Linked DNA regions of Gossypium hirsutum: region 1 is linked to region 2. Evidence: chromatin contacts called from public Hi-C data. All regions are on one chromosome and are shown on one strand. Each heading gives the region's core, a stretch centred on a gene start, on an enhancer-like site or on the middle of the called end of the contact. The rest is flanking DNA. Distances are from core to core; before and after follow the strand shown.

The links. A called contact is a pair of places that touch in the nucleus more often than the background predicts.
Region 1: a Hi-C map of leaf shows a contact between it and region 2, with 2.6 times the contacts expected there. The contact joins the enhancer-like site here to the promoter of LOC107952011 in region 2. A contact is called at or near these places in 3 of 34 Hi-C or Micro-C datasets (all in leaf).

Annotation. Positions count from the first base shown.
Region 1 is chrA03:104,658,693-104,661,923 of Gossypium_hirsutum_v2.1, forward strand. It overlaps the pseudogene LOC107886725. Among protein-coding and RNA genes, the nearest start is that of LOC121225283, 31 kb to the left of the region's middle. Within about 2 kb of position 1,384, at least 7 of the 9 cell types and tissues checked have an H3K27ac peak or open chromatin away from gene starts, as enhancers often do. A contact at or near this core is called in leaf, where this site is marked.
Region 2 is chrA03:104,483,583-104,486,671 of Gossypium_hirsutum_v2.1, forward strand. It overlaps LOC107952011 (serine carboxypeptidase-like 45), which reads left to right and starts at 1,296. Exons shown (of 10, transcript XM_016887241.2): 1 at 1,296-1,845; 2 at 1,932-2,033; 3 at 2,181-2,276; 4 at 2,669-2,761; 5 at 2,845-2,924; 6 at 3,026-3,089. The coding sequence starts at 1,593.

The sequences.
Region 1 (3,231 bases), core at 134-2,633, 180 kb after region 2:
TCTTGTTGGTTTCAAGAGAAGATCGATTGCAATTGATATAGAATGTTAGTAAGTCTTTATTCCTTTTAAATCGAGGAGACTTGTACATCTGATGTACTAAACTGAGAACACTTATTCTTCATTAAGGAATGTTTCTTTTAAACCCGTTAAGTGTAAAATTAAGTGTGTTACTTGGTTAATACCCTAGGTTTTTAGAGGGGAACTTAAAGGAAAGTTGTTTAGATAATAGGTACAAAATGAGGAGTATAATTTTGGCAAGGCTACCTAGACGTAAAGAAACTGAATTGCATAAACACATTGAGTGTTCATTATTTTCCTGCTTTATTCTTCCCCAGTGCTTGAAGTAGTTGGTATTGCTCGTAGTACTATTTCTAGCACTGCTTAGTTTCTACTTGCAAATATTGCTTTTGGAACTAAAAAAAATAGTAAAAATAATTTAAAAGTTCTATAGATATTTGTTTCAAAAATATTATATAAGAGTCATTAATCATATATTTATTTGTTTAAAAAATCATTCTTTTAGAAATATTTATAAGAAAGGCTTTAAAACTTTACCAAATAACATGTAAAAACCATAAAACAGAGTTCATTTTGTCAAAATAAGTCAGAAAATCTAAAACTTAAAAAGAACATGAAAAACTAAAAACCAAATTGAATTAGGGATGACAATGGAGCAGGGGTAGGGGCAATATTGCTAAGTCTACTACCGCTCCACAATTGGCGCGCTCTACTCCACTACCCACCCTGCTCTACTATAAATATATAATCTTAAAAACCACCACCACCTCCACGGATGTTGGATGTATTCATCCCCGCCCCGCCCTGCCCTGCCCTGCCCTGCCCCACCCTACCCCACCTAGCTCCACTTCAATTTAATTTTAGCTTCTTATCTTTAATTTTTTCAATCTAACATAATTCTTCAAAAAATAGATATTTAAATATAAGACATGATTTTTTTTCTATGTTATTACATTTTACTCTTTCTAATAGTTTATGTATACGAGGATAAAATAATAATTTATATAGTGGAGTGACTCAAGACGGGGCATGCAATTATCATAATCGATTTATACTCACTATTCAAGATAAAAAAAAATCCACCATGTCTTGCACATCTACTTTTCAAACAAAAAAAATTGATCTATTCGAAGTGAATCGATTAGAATCCATACCCATTAGACAATTCAAATTTTACCATCTTTAAATTAAATCAAATCAAATCAAATCAAATTATATAATAAATCTAACCAAACCGAACCAAATCCAATTCTCCAAAACTTTGACATGATTGAGAGGAAAGAAATCATTAGAAGAAATGGTTGGGCCGGACTCAGTTTGAAGCCCAACACGAACAAGTTTATAATCTTTGGATTAGGAAGGAATTTCCCAATTAGCAGCAGCAACTCGGATTGGGTTCCATTCCATACGAAAGGTTCAATCTCATCCTTAAATTATTCAAATTAAATTTACCAAAAAAAAAAAGAAACTCTCAGCAAAGGCGGTGTTCCTTCGAAACATTAAAATCCGGAAGGCCCTCAACGAAAAGTCCCCAAAGCCGACTTCAACCATTCCATGGACGATAGCTTTAAACTTCGAGTAGAAAAAATCTTCGGATCTCTCCAATCATCGCAGTCTTCATCCCAGCAGCAGCGGCCGCCTCTCTAGTCCCTCTCTGACGACGAGGTCGAGAGGAGAGAATGGAGGAGAGAATCCGCAGCCGATCGAGAGGATACGTTGTGTTCCTCGTCGTTTGACGAGTTTTTGAAGGAGGGAAGGAAGTATAGGAGTGGGAGGCGGAAAGAAACGGAGGATGATCTTGATAACGATGATGATGATGACGACGACGACAACGACGGAGGTTCGAGTCAGTTACATAGTAGAAAAATCGACGAGTATGGAGACGAGTGGGAAATCAGATCTTGTCTTGGAATGGATTCCACTCTCGACAATGAGGTATATTACAACCTCTTTCGTTTTCTAGACTCTGTGTTTGTATACATATGTTATTTTTTAAATAAAATTCTTTGTTAATTAATTTTGTTTGTAATCGTTTACATCCGTTTGCTTATTGATTCTTTCTCGTACGAAAATTATCTGGGTATTTAGGTTAAGGAATTTTGATCTTCAGTGGCTGCTAAGTGAACTTTTAAACCGATACTTAGAAGCGTTTGTTACTCTTTTGAACGATTGTTACTCTTTTGACATTAGGATGACATTATATGTGAATCAATAATTGAGAAAAGAACCCTTTATTTTGAGCTGATTAGAAACCCGTAGGCCTTTTCCATTTTATATGGATGGAATGAAAGCATCAGGTACATCTGGAATAGTTTTCGAACATGGTTCAAACTTCTTAGTATCATGCATTTACTGTGTTGAATTACCTATAATACAGTGTGATTGAGGCTGACTTCAATGATTCTTGCATGATTTTTTTTTTTGGTCTCTAGCTTAAAATACCAATAAAAAGCTTTTTTTTTACATATTGAGTATGGGAGAGAAATTGTTTCTTAGTTGTTTAATATAGTTGTCAAACAATTTGATGAATATTTTGTGTACAGAGTACCTGTGTTTTTGTTTCTTTTGTCTTCAGATCACTCCCCACCTCTTCCTTTTCTCCTTCAATCTATTTGCAGTTGAGTTGAAGTTTGTTTACTAAATGTCACAGGAAGAGGAAGATGGATATGACAAAGTGGCTTCTGGCAGAGAAAATGCTGGTGAACGCCTTTACATGAGTGATATTGCTGATCATGGGTCCTTTTTGAATTCTCATAATATCCTTCAAAGAGCATTGAACCATACCACTAGTAACTAGGACCACAGTGCAAATCATATGGCAGCGAGAATCAGGCTGAAAGAAGATGATGAAGAAGCTCAGAAGCTCAATTATTGTGATGGGTCAATTTCAGAAATTAGGGAATTATCAGATATGAAGGCATCTGATAATGGTTGTCATTTGAGGTCTATATTAAAAAGGAAAGACAGTGGTACAGGTTTCAAGCCACGAAAGTGTGTGCGGTTTGACTCTGCTTGCAAAGATGGTTGGGAAGAGCAATTTGAAAAATCTGAGGATCATCCAACAGGCATTTTGCTAATGAATTCTGAAGAACCTGCTGAAAATGATAGAGCCGTTCCAGATTATTTACAGAATCCTTCTAGGTATACACGCTACTGTTTTGATTCATCAAGCAAAATTGGTGAAGAATCTAATGCTCAAGCTTGGAAGGACGT
Region 2 (3,089 bases), core at 46-2,545:
TATGCCATCTAAATTCTTAATTTTTTTTTACCAAGAAAGCGATTAATTGGATAATTTGACTAAAGTTAAACCTGCCAAGAAATTGAGGAAAAAGACTTGTGCAACTGTATATAATGTCGAAGCTGAAGCTCGAACATTAGTTCCTTTCTCAACCAATCATCAAGTTTCCCATCTGTTTTTTTCCTAGTTCGTTCCAAAATTTTTATTGAGAGAAATTAGAGTCAACGTTGGATCGAATCGAGTCAAATTTAGTGAAAAAGTTTCGAATTAACTGAGTTGATGAGTCTTATTTTATTATTCTAATTTAATTTAAATTTTTTTCGAATCAAGTTGAATAAATTAAAATTCAAGCTAGATTAAATCGAGTAAAATAGTTCGAGTTAAATTAAAAGCTTAAACATGACAAATTAAAATATTGTTATAATATAATTAATTCCATATTAGAGCACATAAATTTAAAATTATATATATTTGAAAACTTTTTCAAAGCAAGATAATAATAAAAATATGATATTTTAGTATGACAAACTTAAATTATTAATTAACTTATTTAGGTTCCAAAATTATTATTTTAAAAAAATTTTAGAATTTTTATAAATATTTTGATTTTTGAATTTTTTTTGAATTTTTTGTTGGGAGAGATCAGTTTATTCGTTTTCTAACCTTAACAAGGATAAAAAAGATATGTGTACTAATCTGTTATTCAAACCGTAAAAATTAACTTAAAACTCGAATTAATTATTTAAATTTGACTTGAATAATTTAAAATTTAATTTTTTTTAATTTTTTCGAAGTGAACTTTGTTGAACTCTAGTACAACCTGATATGCCTCTGCTATGTCACCGTGACGCATTCACTTTGCTCTGATATTTGAAAAGCAAAAATGCGAATTAGAGGGAAACCCCCTCCCCTAAAAACAAAAAGCAAACAGTGGGAAAGCGTTAAGCATGGTGTGAAGATGGCTATTTGTCCTTGTAAGCATAACACAACACAATCTGTATGCTCTATGTTGTTACCAAAAACCATAGGTGACAAGAAGTCAACAACATAAAAATAGAACAATGTATTCTTTGGCTTACTGTAGTATCATAGACTAGTAGAAGAAAGTAGTTTCTATTTCTAACACAACAAAATAAAATAAACACAATGGTGGTGTTGGTGTAAGCTAAGGCTGAGTTAATGGGGGAGCTTTACAATGCACATTCTCTCTTTTCGTTTTCTGTAACAGTTAGCCAGTGACCCACTCCTGCAGTCCTGCTCACCATCTCCTAATCTCAACTCTAACAGACCATTTCCAAGTGAAGAGAAAGTGAACCAACAATTTACCCAACAACCATCTGTTTTAGGCTTTTAGCTCCTACACTACATTATATTTTTATTTATATTTTATATATAATAAATGTAATAGAATAGTAACAAAAGTACAGGACTCTCTTTATAAAATCCAACCCCACTCAGCAACATTGTTGTCAAGTCTACTTTCTTGTCTCTCTTTCTTACTCTGATTTTTATTTTTTATTTTTTATATTTCCGTTCTCTTAGACTTATCTGAGGGGAAAAAAAAAAAAACAAAAACAAAAGAAGTAGACACCATGCTTGGTTTAGCCTGGAGATCAGTAGCATTGGGCTTAATTCTACTTGAGGTTTGGTTTTCTGTTCAAGTGGAGTGTTTTCCGGCTCTGTTTGATCGGATATCTCAACTACCGGGTCAACCCAAAGTCGGGTTTCAACAGTATGCGGGCTATGTGACCGTTGATAAGAGAAAGCAGAGAGCTTTGTTTTACTACTTTGCTGAAGCTGAAGTAGATCCAGCATCCAAACCTCTTGTCCTCTGGCTCAATGGAGGTCTCTCACTTTTTTCAGTCTCTCGTTTTCAGGCCTACAAGATAATGCTTCTATCACGTTTTCTAAGTTCCTGTTGTGAATTATAGGACCTGGATGCTCTTCACTGGGGGTTGGAGCCTTCTCTGAGAATGGACCGTTTAGGCCTAGCGGGGAAGTGCTGGTCAAGAACGAATATAGCTGGAATAGAGGTATGCTTATGTATTTACGGTTGTTTGTTCATGTTGTTAATTATGGTGTTTTTGCATTACTGGTAAGTGGATAGGGGTTTTTCAGATCTTAGAAACACATGCCTGCACAAGCACAAGTTGATTGTTAGCAATCTCATTCTATTGCAGAGGCCAATATGTTGTATTTGGAGGCCCCAATTGGAGTTGGCTTCTCTTATTCCGCTGACGACTCCTCTTATGAGGCTGTTAATGACAAGATCACTGGTACCACTCTCTCCAATCTAAACCCATTTTCCCTAATGTTCACTCACTTTAATGTATGCAAATAACCTTAAGTTGTAGAAGAAACAGAGTTTCTATACTGAATATTCAATAGAGCTTCTTTGCCTTTTTATTTTTTATTTATTTCGGGGTTATCTTACTTTTTCCCCTTCTTTTTTTGATTTCTTTTATCACGCAAAGGGGTCCGAGAATATTTCACAATGCTGTAGTGACATTGCCGTCCGTATTTGTCTTTCACTTTACAATGATGCCATGTTCATTCATCACTGTTCTTTTTTCGTTTTTTTTTAAAATTTCTTTTACTTGTCTTACAAAAGTTTATCTCCCCAAGTTACCTTTCATCTTTCTAACTTTTGTCTCTTTTGTTATTGTAGCTAGGGACAATCTGGTATTTTTGCAAAATTGGTTCCTCAAATTCCCCCAGTACAAGAATAGAAGCCTCTTCATTACAGGGGAAAGCTATGCTGGTATCATTTAGCTGTTCAAGAACATAGTATTGTTTGTTCTAGTGTGAAATGTGAATCAGCACTGATTCTGTTTCTAAAAATAGGCCATTATATACCCCAGCTGGCTGAACTTATGCATCAGTTTAATAAGAAGGAAAAGCTGTTCAACTTGAAAGGAATCGCTGTAAGTAGTTCCGCAAAGAAATTTCAGTCCTTTTTTCCCTTTTGGGGATTTTCTTTTACTTATCTACAACATCCGTTCCTGTTTGCTCCAATTGATTGTAGCTTGGCAATCCTGTTTTGGAATTTGCTACTGATTTTAATTCAAGGGCTGAATTCTTCTGGTCTC